Regions from separate parts of the Rattus norvegicus genome. Here region 1 is linked to region 2. Evidence: chromatin contacts called from public Hi-C data. All regions are on one chromosome and are shown on one strand. Each heading gives the region's core, a stretch centred on a gene start, on an enhancer-like site or on the middle of the called end of the contact. The rest is flanking DNA. Distances are from core to core; before and after follow the strand shown.

Region 1 (5,331 bases), core at 1,141-3,640, 57 kb after region 2:
GGTGGAGGCCTTTGAAGACGGAGAGAATGTGATTGTATAATGCTTTAGAAATCAGGCTGGGTTTCTATTGGATCTGGCTTTGTACAAAAATGTAGGCTATTCTTTGGGTGTCCTCACATTCTTGGGAAAAAAAAACTCTTCTAATACTCCCTGGGAGGTAGTGCAGTGTGTCCTAACTGTATTCAAGGGGCGGGGTAGAAGGCAGTCTTTCTCCTCTGTAGCCCTATTAAAGATGAAACAACATGGCATTCCCAAGCAATTTTACTGACCAGAAACTCACTCCAGGAGCTAAGAGAGAAGAAAAAGGAAACCCAACTACAGCTAGTATAGAAAACGTGGGGACACAGAAGAGAGATGCCAGTATATCAAGGACCGGAAGGATGAATGGAAGAAATTAGGAGATACATTTTGGAATGTTTGCCTCTGTGTTCCACGCACTTTCATCTTTTTCTTTAGTTATATGAAAGGATTTCTACTACCGCAATCCAGATTACTCATGGGAGGTAGATAAAAAAGTAAAAAAAAAAATAGAAACAGTAAATGACAATTACCTAAAATTATTTTTATATGTATATATGAGAGAGACATGTTTGGGGATTGTTGTGTGTGGGATCTGCAGAAAGCCAAAGATGGTGTCACAGCTTCTGGAGTTGGAGTTACAGAGAGGTGTGACTCCCTGGATATGGGCGCCGGGAAACAAATTTGGGTCCTCTGGAAGAGTTGAGAGTGCTCTTAACCACTGAATTATCTCTCCTGGCCAGTTTACAGGTTATATTTCCAAATGGAGGGACCATATTACATAATACCATAACTTCTTGTAAATAATAATGGAAACAAATCATAAGATGTAGCTGTCTAATCTGTAGGTTAGTGATCGATAACAGAAATGCATCTGTGTGAAATATGGAGAGTACGTATCTTTTCTTTCTCTATAGTTGGGCATCAGTGACTTCCACTGGATTACTTCGCTTGGAAATCTCCAAGGCAACCAAGCATTCACAAGTTTCCACAGAGAATAGGTTCGTTTTCTGGCTCCTTTTTACCTTATACTAGACACATAAGTCAGAAGCCCCAAAGTAATCCCCAACTCTCTATCAGGTCCCTCGATCTCATCTTACACATCTCCCAGAAATAGATGTTTTACTGTACCCTTTACCACTACCCCAATTTGTTATTTCTTTTCTAAAGAACATATCCTCTCCACAGCCCCCATTTGTGAAATACATCCACCACACTGCACTGCTTCAAATATTCTTGAGGTGCCTACTCTGTGCTCTGGAAATACTGTGGTGAATACCAGACAAGGATCCATTGAAATCAAAGATAGCTGTTAGGTACTACATGAACAGTTAAAATCAGATGGTGAAAGTGAGGACTACTGTAGACTAAGTTTTTAAATTTAAAAAAAAATCACCTGGAATTTCAACAAGGGATATGAAAAACTCTATTTGTTTTTGCCTTCCTGAGAGTGGAACGCAGCACCTTCTACGTGGTACAAAGGCTGTACCACTGAGCCCAGCCCAGCCCAGCCCAGCCCAGCCCAGCCCAGCCCAGCCCAGCCCAGCCCAGCCCAGCCCAGCCCAGCCCAGCCCAGCCCAGCCCAGCCCAGCCCAGCCCAGCCCAGCCCAGGATTAGTGCTGAAGTCAAACACCAAAAGAAACCCATTGAGCTGAGGTCATTTTTCTATCAAAGCTTTCTAACAACAACAACAACAAAAAAAAATGTTTCAGATGCTGCCTAAGAAAAATGGTAAGTAAAAAGCACATAAAAGTTTAATTTTTTTTTTTCGGTCATGAAAACGATTTATTTTTTTAAACTTTTTTTCTGTATGTTTCTCTCCCTAAAATACCAAGTCTATAAAATATAACAGCCATAAAGTCTTGCTTTCTAGTATGTCAATGTTGCCTAATTATTGAACTAGGTTGTTCATAGCAGGCATACAAATAAGTATCGGTTGAAATAATGCACAAATTTGTGTACGAAGTGTGCGAGCAAGACAGAGAAAATAAGTGCGTTTGAGAGTCCAGGAAGCCTTTGTGGTGATGTCAGGATCATTTGTTTCAACTCATGGGCTTAAGCTGAATTTAAAACCCTTGGTGAGGCTTCCTAGCCTTGGCTCTCCCTCAAAGAGCTGTCAAGCACAAACACGCCCAAGCTCTACTGCCACAGAGCTCTCCAACTCCCCGCTAGGAGGAGTCACACAGGACCCACAACCCCCACCCACTCACCCACCCACAGTTCTCTGGTTCCGCCCCTCCCCGTCAGATTTCCGTCAGCTTTTGAGTTGGGTTGCCGGGAATAGTAGTCTTCCGGTCCAGGCCTACAAGGGTTGTGGCGCATTGCCAGAACTACGCTTCCCAGAGAGCCTCGCGGCGGAGGGAAGGTGGGTCACCTGACCCGGTCTTCGGCAATGCAATGGCGGCACCCGTGCTGCGTTCGGGTTTCCCTGGAAGACGCTGGGCTTTAGCGTGGATAGACGACTGTTCCCGCCTCCGAAGTGGCTCTCAAATTGGGCCCATATCCAACTGGGCTAGGAGACAGAGTTCAGTGGCTCAGCCTTCCCTCCACACGGCTCAGAAGCCGAGGAAAGGGTATATTTTCTTCGTACCTATACCTGTCTCGTGGAAGTGCGGAACGAAGATAATGGCTCCCGCAGCCCAGCCTGAGGGTTTTAGTGAACTGGAGGGTGGTTACCTGTGTAATGTGGGCAACAGAACCTAAATGAAAACACAAAACCAGGCCTGCCATCTCCACCCTCACACTTAAACCTCTGTCCTAAAATAGGCATGTTTGGACAACGTACGAGTGTAAAATAGCGTTTCCTCTAGCGGTCCTACTAACTAGTGTGGTTGTCTGTGACACTAGACTATGGCACGTATATAGCGGGCATTTGGCGTTACTACGAGCTAGCAATAATTTAAAGACAGAAAATAGCCTTTGTACAAAGCCCCGGATAAGAGAGCTTAATGTTTATTGGAGGTCTTATTAGTCAGATCTCTGGTTTTATGATGGGCGTATTTGTCTAGACCTAGGAGGATGTAGTCTACCGACGAAATCTTTCCCTGACTAAAGATTTGCTTATCCTGTACTTCTGTTAGTTGCTTCAGTGTACATGACTTAAAGCTTCTTATAAAATACAAAACATAAGGCAAATTTTTAATGTTTTGTTTCGTTGAGGTTGGCATTCTTCTTAGTATTTCAGTGGAGAGGAAAATGTCCCAAAGCATCTCATTTCTATTCCCTTTATAAACTAGATCATTTTCTTTCCATGCAATGAAACTGCAGAATTACTTTAATTAGTAGTTAGAGCATGCAGAATTTATGAATTTCTTTATTTTCTTCTCACTTGCAAGCTTTATTTCCAAATTTTTTTTAAAAAGGAATTAATTTTTTTCTCATTGAAATGCTTAAAACAAAACTGGATGCACATGAATAAAAATCTGTATAATACAGAAAATTGCTCAGGAGAAGTGAAGAATAGGAACATACATAAGAATAAAGACTTTTAATTCCCCAAAGAGAACTGAGTACTGGCTCACCAGAGTAGGAATAGTCAGATAAGAGACATTAGTATAGCATTTTATAGCATTTACTAAGATTTGCTAGCAGTCAAGTATGAACAAATGAAAGAATTTTAAGTTTAGGTCTCAAGAACTGGATGTAACTTGGAGGATGGAAAATAAATGTTTCCTCTAATGGTTTACTGTTCTTCTGCACAAGTTTTGAGGAATACCATGTCATGGTAGTCTGTGGTATCTGTGTGACCCTGCCTCTCTAGCTACAAGCTGTTAACAATGAACACAAAATATGGATGATAATTTATTCTTTAGACATCATTTCTCTAGAATTAAAATCCTGGCGTTTGTAGTAAACCTAAATAATTATGAGAAGATAAGATTTTATTATTATTTACTGAGACATTTACTTAGTGTTTACTAATAAGGTACACTTAATTTATTCACCAATAAAATGATACATTTTAAAATATAAGCATATGAAATTTTAATTTAAAACACAATTAAGATTATTATTTGAAATATAGGTTTATAAGAACTTATGTACAGTGACAAATGTAGCATTTTTTAACCATTTTCTTTCCCTTTAGTGAACACAAATGGGCAGCTGTAGTAGGATTGGAAATTCATGCGCAGATTTCCTCCAACTCTAAACTCTTCTCTGGAGCTCAAGTATGCTTTGCAGCACCTCCGAATTCTTTGGTTTCTTATTTTGATGCATCTCTGCCTGGAACTTTACCGGTAAGGTATTTTATATCATCTGTTTTCATTAGAAAATGTTTATGTCATAGTGGATATAGATAAGGAACTACTTGCTTAGTGGATTTTGAATGGTTAGGGATTTTGAATGGTTAAACACTATGTATTAATTGTTTATAAAGACACGTCTCTAATTCCGTTTCTAAATCTGAGTGTATTCATAGCATCTACTCACTTATTTCACAAATGCTTTTAAATGCCTATCAAACACCAGATACTGGTAGGAGCTGTCTAATGCTGAGGAGCGAAGATCTTTGCTTTAGGAGGAACTTAAAGATGGGCAGGGCTGATGCCTTACAAACAGGTAGAGTACGATATGATAATTCTCGCAATGGCGATGTGCAAAGGGTGGTTTTGGAAACCAAAGGAAGGACATGTAATTGAGCAAGAGGAAGTATTATTGTAGGAAATCATAGTAGTGTATCTAGTTAATGGCTGGAAAAAAATGGTGTCCACACTGAGAAGTCAAGTAGGAGTTTGACTGTGTGGTGGAGTGGGGAGGACCCAAGGAAAGAACATGTAGTATGTGATTTTACAGTGCAAGAGCAATGTGAGTTCGGTTATTAAGAGCTAAGAAGCAGTCCGTAATGGAGAAAGGAGACCACTACAGTATAAAAGAGTTGGTTACTGATTTAGCTACTCTTTTTCACTTGATCTGAAGGAGCGACTGAGCCAGTGTCGTCATCAGCAAGAGTTTTAGTGTGGTATTTTTACGTAAGGAGTTGCGTTTTGAAGGATAAGAAGGAAGGATCGGTGTAAATGTTTGAGCTAGTGTGTGGCTCCCCTTCTGTCCAGGAATCTTACACTGTTAAGTGGGAATGGAGTTTCCATCTTTGGGAGCATGTGTAGACGGGGTGATGATTAGTGTGTCATAGGCAGGGACTGTCATGAGTGTGTTCTGTACTCTCAGACATTTAAATACAAGTGAAGGCTGATTGAACAGGCTGTTGGCAGTGTCTTGCATGTGTCTGCTTTACCCAGAGCTTTGATTAGATTAAAGCAGTGTCTCAGGCTTAGAACTCCTCTTATTTGGGCTTTTCATTGTGAGGGATTGCAT
Region 2 (5,293 bases), core at 1,301-3,800:
AAGAAAGGATAAATTGATATGCCAAATACCCGTTTGTTTGTTTGTTTGTTTTTAATTTCTAATTGATCTATGCTCAGCTTGGGAAATGACACTGGCTGTCAGTTTAGGGGATCTTCTCTGAAAAGCTCTTCAGCCAGCCAGACTCTGCTACGTGTCTTAGATATGAAAGATTCCAACCTAAAGGAGAAGGAGAGAGGGAAGAAAGCCTGAGCACATTCCTCAGATTTCAGCCCTCAGAGAATAAATGAGCAATCTCTGCTTATTCTGCTCTCCCTCCCTGTAAGAGTCGGGCAAACCACCTTTTAGAGCCTTTCTTTATCTGGTTACTCTGTTGGTTTCCCGGGGACATCATAATAAGACAACAAATGCTGTTTGGCTATCCAGAAGGGCCATGTTTCCTCTGATCGTACTGGGAATCCTTCCATGCCTCTACACAGCTTCTAGTATAGTGGTTCTCAACCCTGTGAGTATGACCCCTCTGGTGGTTGTTTTTTCAATATACCCTGCATACTGAATATTTACATTACAATTCATGGCAGTGACAAAATTATAGTTATGAATTAGCAAAGAAATTGTGTTGTGGCTGTGGTATTAAGAAGGCCGAGAACCACTATTCTGGTGGTTTGCCCATGATCCTGGATGCTCTGTGAATTGTGGCTGCAAACTTCAGCCTCTGCTTTTTTTTTTTTTTTTTTTTTTTTTTTTTTTTTTTTAATCACACTGTTATCTCTCAGTTTCTCTGTGGCTCTGGCTGGTCTAGAGCTTTTAGAGTTCCACCTGCCTCTGTCCCCAGAGTGTTGGGGTTAAAGGTGTACCCCACTACACCCAGCTTCTTTTCTTACAAGGATTGTCACCTACCCCACAGTACTGTGATCTTATCTCACGGAATGGCATCTCAAGAATCCAGCTTCCAAATAGGACTGAATTCTCGGTTATTGGGAGTGAGGACTTCAACTGTGGGGGGATTGGTTCCAAATTCACTTGGCTCGTTCCCCTGGCTGTAAGGAAAAGTTCAAATATTTTGATAGCCAAGCTTTACCTCACAGCATGAAAACTCCTACAATCAGACCCAGTAGAATTAGCCCATGTTAATAGTTCCCCAGCTGAAGGGGCTGGGGATTTAGCTCAGTGGTAGAGCGCTTGCCTAGCAAGCACAAGGCCCTGGGTTCGGTCCCCAGCTCTGAAAAAAAAAAAAAAAGTTCCCCAGCTGTACTGGTCAGTTTTGATTCTCCCATGGGATGGCCACGTGGTTGATCAAACATTTCTCTAGGTATTTCTATGGGGGTGATTTTGGATGAGTTCAACATTTAAATGGATAAACTAAACTCAGCAAGTTACTTGTTAAAGGCCTGAGTAGAAGAAAGGATACCCTTCTGCCCTAAGAAAGAAGAAATTATCTTTTGTATCCGCCTTTGAGTGGGATGCAAGATTTTCTCTTGACTTTAGACCTGAACTGAAACAGTGGCTTTTCCTGTGTTAGGAACTTGGTGGCCTTTGGATCAGAACCAGAGCAAGAGGCTCTCAGGGCCCTCCATCTGGCTTAGGACTTGTCTGTCCCTTGTCTCATGATTCCTATAATGAATCTTTTTATCTCTCTGTACTCTATAATCCTCCATATCTTATTTACAATTCTCTCTCTCTGAGTGTGTGTGTGTGTGTGTGTGTGTGTGTGTGTGTGTGTGTGTGTGTGTGTGTTTCTTATAGGCACTGTACATTGTTCCGATATACGAACAAATTCTGAAGCTACTGATATAAATCACAGATCAGTGAGTAATGCTGTCTGGGAGGAGGCTTCTCAAAGACTCTGTGGACATTTGAGGAGGGGACAGAACAAACGAGACAGCTGAACGACGGGGAAAGAGCCTGAGCAAGCGGAACAGGAAGGGAGGGAGGGCAGAAGAGCAGCGTCTTTGGAGAAGACGCAAGGATGGGCAAACAGGCTAAGCCTGGATGCAGCCCTGCTGCAGGTGCCGTGGTTAGGCAACGCAGAGAGCTGTTATTGAAAGGTTTTCCCGAAGCAGTAATGTGTCATTTCTGTGCTTCAGAAAGACGAATCTGAAAGATGTGGAGAAAAGACTACGTGAGAGGACTGATGAGGCCATGCGTGTGAGAACCTTCTGGGGACTAGATGTTTGTGTCTGCCGTTAAAGCCCAAGCCCCTACAGTGTGACAACATTAGAAAAGAGGCTATTTGGAAGATAATTGGGTTTAGATGGAGTCAAGAGTCTGGAGACTTCGTGGTGGGAGTGATTGCCCTTAGAAGAAGAGAGAAGGACAGCAGAGCTTCCTGTCTCCTTCATGGGGGGCAGGTAAGAAAGCAGCTGTCTGTAAGTCAGGGGTGCTCGGGCACAGCTAAGCAAGAGGAGTGGAGAACCTGAGCCAGAGGAAACAGATTGGTGTGTGTGTGTGTGTGTGTGTGTGTGTGTGTGTGTGTGTGTGTGTGTGACTTGGAACTGAGGAGGAGGTGCTGTGTATGACTTCAAAGTCCTTAACTTAGGTGACTGAGAAGATGGTGGTGTTTAAGATTGGGAACACAGGAGGAGAGACATATTTTGTGGAGGATGTAATGAGTTCGGTGTATTTAAATCTGAGGTACCACAGGACGTTTGTTCAGATGTATCCAGAGAGCTGATAAAAATAGGTTTCTGGCCTTCAAGAAAGTGGTGATGCTCTTTATAGAAGAAGGTTCAGGAATAATAGAATGTAGATGGTGACATCACTCATGGTTAGAACGATCTAGGAAGAATATGAAGGGACTGAAAGCAGGAACTTGGGATATGCAACTGGTTAAAGGGCCTGAGGCAGGGGGGAAGTTATCTGAGAGTCTACGAAGAACAGACAGAAGAAAAGCATGTGACAATGACTGGGGGACATCTTCACACATTTACAGTAGGAGGGATTTAACATGAATTACTAAGCAATGACAAGAGTGTACCTATATCCCACAACTGAGGGAGAATGGGCCAGGAGTGACAGACTTGAAATTCAGAACTCATTGCAAAATGGGTAAGTAGGAAACCATGCCCTTCTAATTATGGTCAAAGGGGAAGGACTTCCATTTTTCCAAATAATAAATATACTTAAAATATAGGCATGATGGCTATTGAATGTTTCAAAGATGCCCCCAGGAAAGGTGGAGTAGACAATAGCCTCAGGTATCCCCAGAATAAATAATTATTTCATATTTATATTTTATAAATCATGATTTTATATATATATATACATATATATATATATAGTGTTGGCTTTTAAACAATAACGAATATATTGTGGAACAGAAAGATGTTACCATAAAATGTAAAGACTAAAAGAATTCAAGATAGAAGCAGTTTCAGGTACACAGGGACCTAGCACTAGAGGCACTGTGTTGGGACAGACAGTAGCTGGAGAACTGTACACTCCTAATAAGGTAAATCCATGAGCAAACTAGCCTGTTAATGTACACTCTAGCCTAGGAACATATAACACCATGACCAAAGTAATCCAGTGTGTGTGTGTGTGTGTGTGTGTGTGTGTGTGTGTATGAAAAAGTAAATATTAAGAGAAAATTTGTCATTTGCCAGGATTTAGTAAACCTCTTTAAAATCTGGTATCTATATCTTTTGATGGAAACAGAATATTCAGTTACATCATAAAGCACCTTTTGTCCTACCAGACTATGAGGCAATAGAAACATCTTTCCTTTGACTTTATGAGGACTCAAATGAGTGGTCCTCTTGTTCTCTATCAGCCCAACTCAGTGACTCCTTGGTCAGAGGCAAACTAGCACACTTTGTCTAAAATATAGCAATAGCCCAATTCCTGAGACATGGTGATTGGAAGTAGGCCCCTAACATTTCAAAATCATAATAACTATGGCTCTTGATAAAGCATTGCTTTAAGAGAGTCTGCAGCATGCACACAGCCCACTAGATGGGAACCTTCTGGTTGGTTTCCCAACTGTGTTAGACCAGATGATCTCTAAGGTTCTCGCTGTCTCTGAAGGTCTAAATGGCTGCTGTGCCTCACCTCCTATGACAGGTGGCTCATCGCACTGATGACCCCTAAGCACACCCCTTCCTGGAACATACCTCACATGTCCCTTTCTGGTCTCGAACTGTGAATGTGATGGGTGGACAGCTTCTGCGTTTTTGACAGTCCTGGGGAGGTACGGAAGATGTCTGCTTTCTATGTGAAGATTGTTTGGAGGAGTCAAGCATGAAGCTATCATCAGAGACGGGTGGGAAGAGGCCCAGTCAGGCCAACCTTCAGCTGAGCTTGACCCATAGCTGTCGAGTGATGCTGCAGTAAATAATAATAAAAAAAAAAGTTTCTTTTATCCCATGCTAGCCTCCACTGCAGGGCCACATGACATCTGCAGGCTATTTTTATCTCAGTCAACAAAGTGTCTCACCCACTAAGCTCCATTCCACCTCACACTGCCGATGGCCACTCTCTGAGCCCAGCAGCAATTTCTCCACCCATCTAGTTCCCGAGGCAGGTTGCCACCACGACAGACATACACATCCCAATTCCGTGGTAGGCCCGGTACATCCTACCACCATATACTTTCTTGAACACAATTAAGCCTCACAATAACCTCTGATCCAATTGATAAGATAAAATTTACCCATCTAGACAGCACAAAATCGTGTACACACCCATCCCTTAAAATTAGTCATAACAGCCTGTATCTATGTGCAGAGAAGAATGTTAACATCTGTTGCCATGTTGTCCCAGCTCCTCTCCTCCTCTGACTCCTCCTCTCCTTTCTAAAACTTTTCTCCCACCCATCCTTCCTTCTCGTCCAATGACAGGCCTCGTTCTATCCTGTACCTGCCTACTTGCATAATGACATCAGCCTACAGAGTGAGCTCAATGAACTTTTTTGAGATACCGTTGGTAAGGCTGGCAAAAGAGCCACGCAGTTGGATTCAGCTCTAACTGCAGAGTCGTGAGCAAATGGGACAGCTCTCATCTTCAGCCACTGAGTTTTAGGATGGCTCGCACACTCGACTAGAAAGATGGAAAAACATAATTATGATCCTTGAAAACAGAAGTTGGCAAAGGTTCCCAACTGCTATCCTGACCCTTTCCCATAGAGATGTGATGGAATATTGCAGGGATGATTTGACCCAACCTGATTCTGCATGAATCTGCTTATGTAGTTTTGATGAGCAGGCACATGGAGGCACTGTGAGCCCCTTCCAGGCTGCAGTGTGTCTTTCATTAGTAAATTGCACCGATTCACAAGGGATATCTCCAACCACCTTCCTTGTGGCACCCCACACTCTGTGCCCTAACTGTCTGCTGT

What was found. Hi-C and Micro-C count contacts between places; a contact is called where the count stands out from the background.
Region 1: a contact with region 2 is called in a Hi-C map of prefrontal cortex, with 2.3 times the contacts expected there. The contact joins the promoter of Gatb here to the enhancer-like site in region 2. A contact is called at or near these places in 3 of 12 Hi-C or Micro-C datasets (the Rat2 cell line, frontal cortex and prefrontal cortex).

What each region holds. Positions count from the first base shown.
Region 1 is chr2:173,226,178-173,231,508 of GRCr8, forward strand. It overlaps Gatb (glutamyl-tRNA amidotransferase subunit B), which reads left to right and starts at 2,391. Exons shown (of 13, transcript NM_001399231.1): 1 at 2,391-2,591; 2 at 4,106-4,256. The coding sequence starts at 2,416.
Region 2 is chr2:173,168,706-173,173,998 of GRCr8, forward strand. It overlaps LOC108350049 (a long non-coding RNA gene), which reads right to left. Exons shown (of 3, transcript XR_001836790.3): 2 at 4,877-4,995; 3 at 3,390-4,281. Among named protein-coding and RNA genes, the nearest start is that of Gatb, 57 kb to the right of the region's middle. Within about 2 kb of position 2,551, at least 17 of the 93 cell types and tissues checked have an H3K27ac peak or open chromatin away from gene starts, as enhancers often do. A contact at or near this core is called in prefrontal cortex, where this site is marked.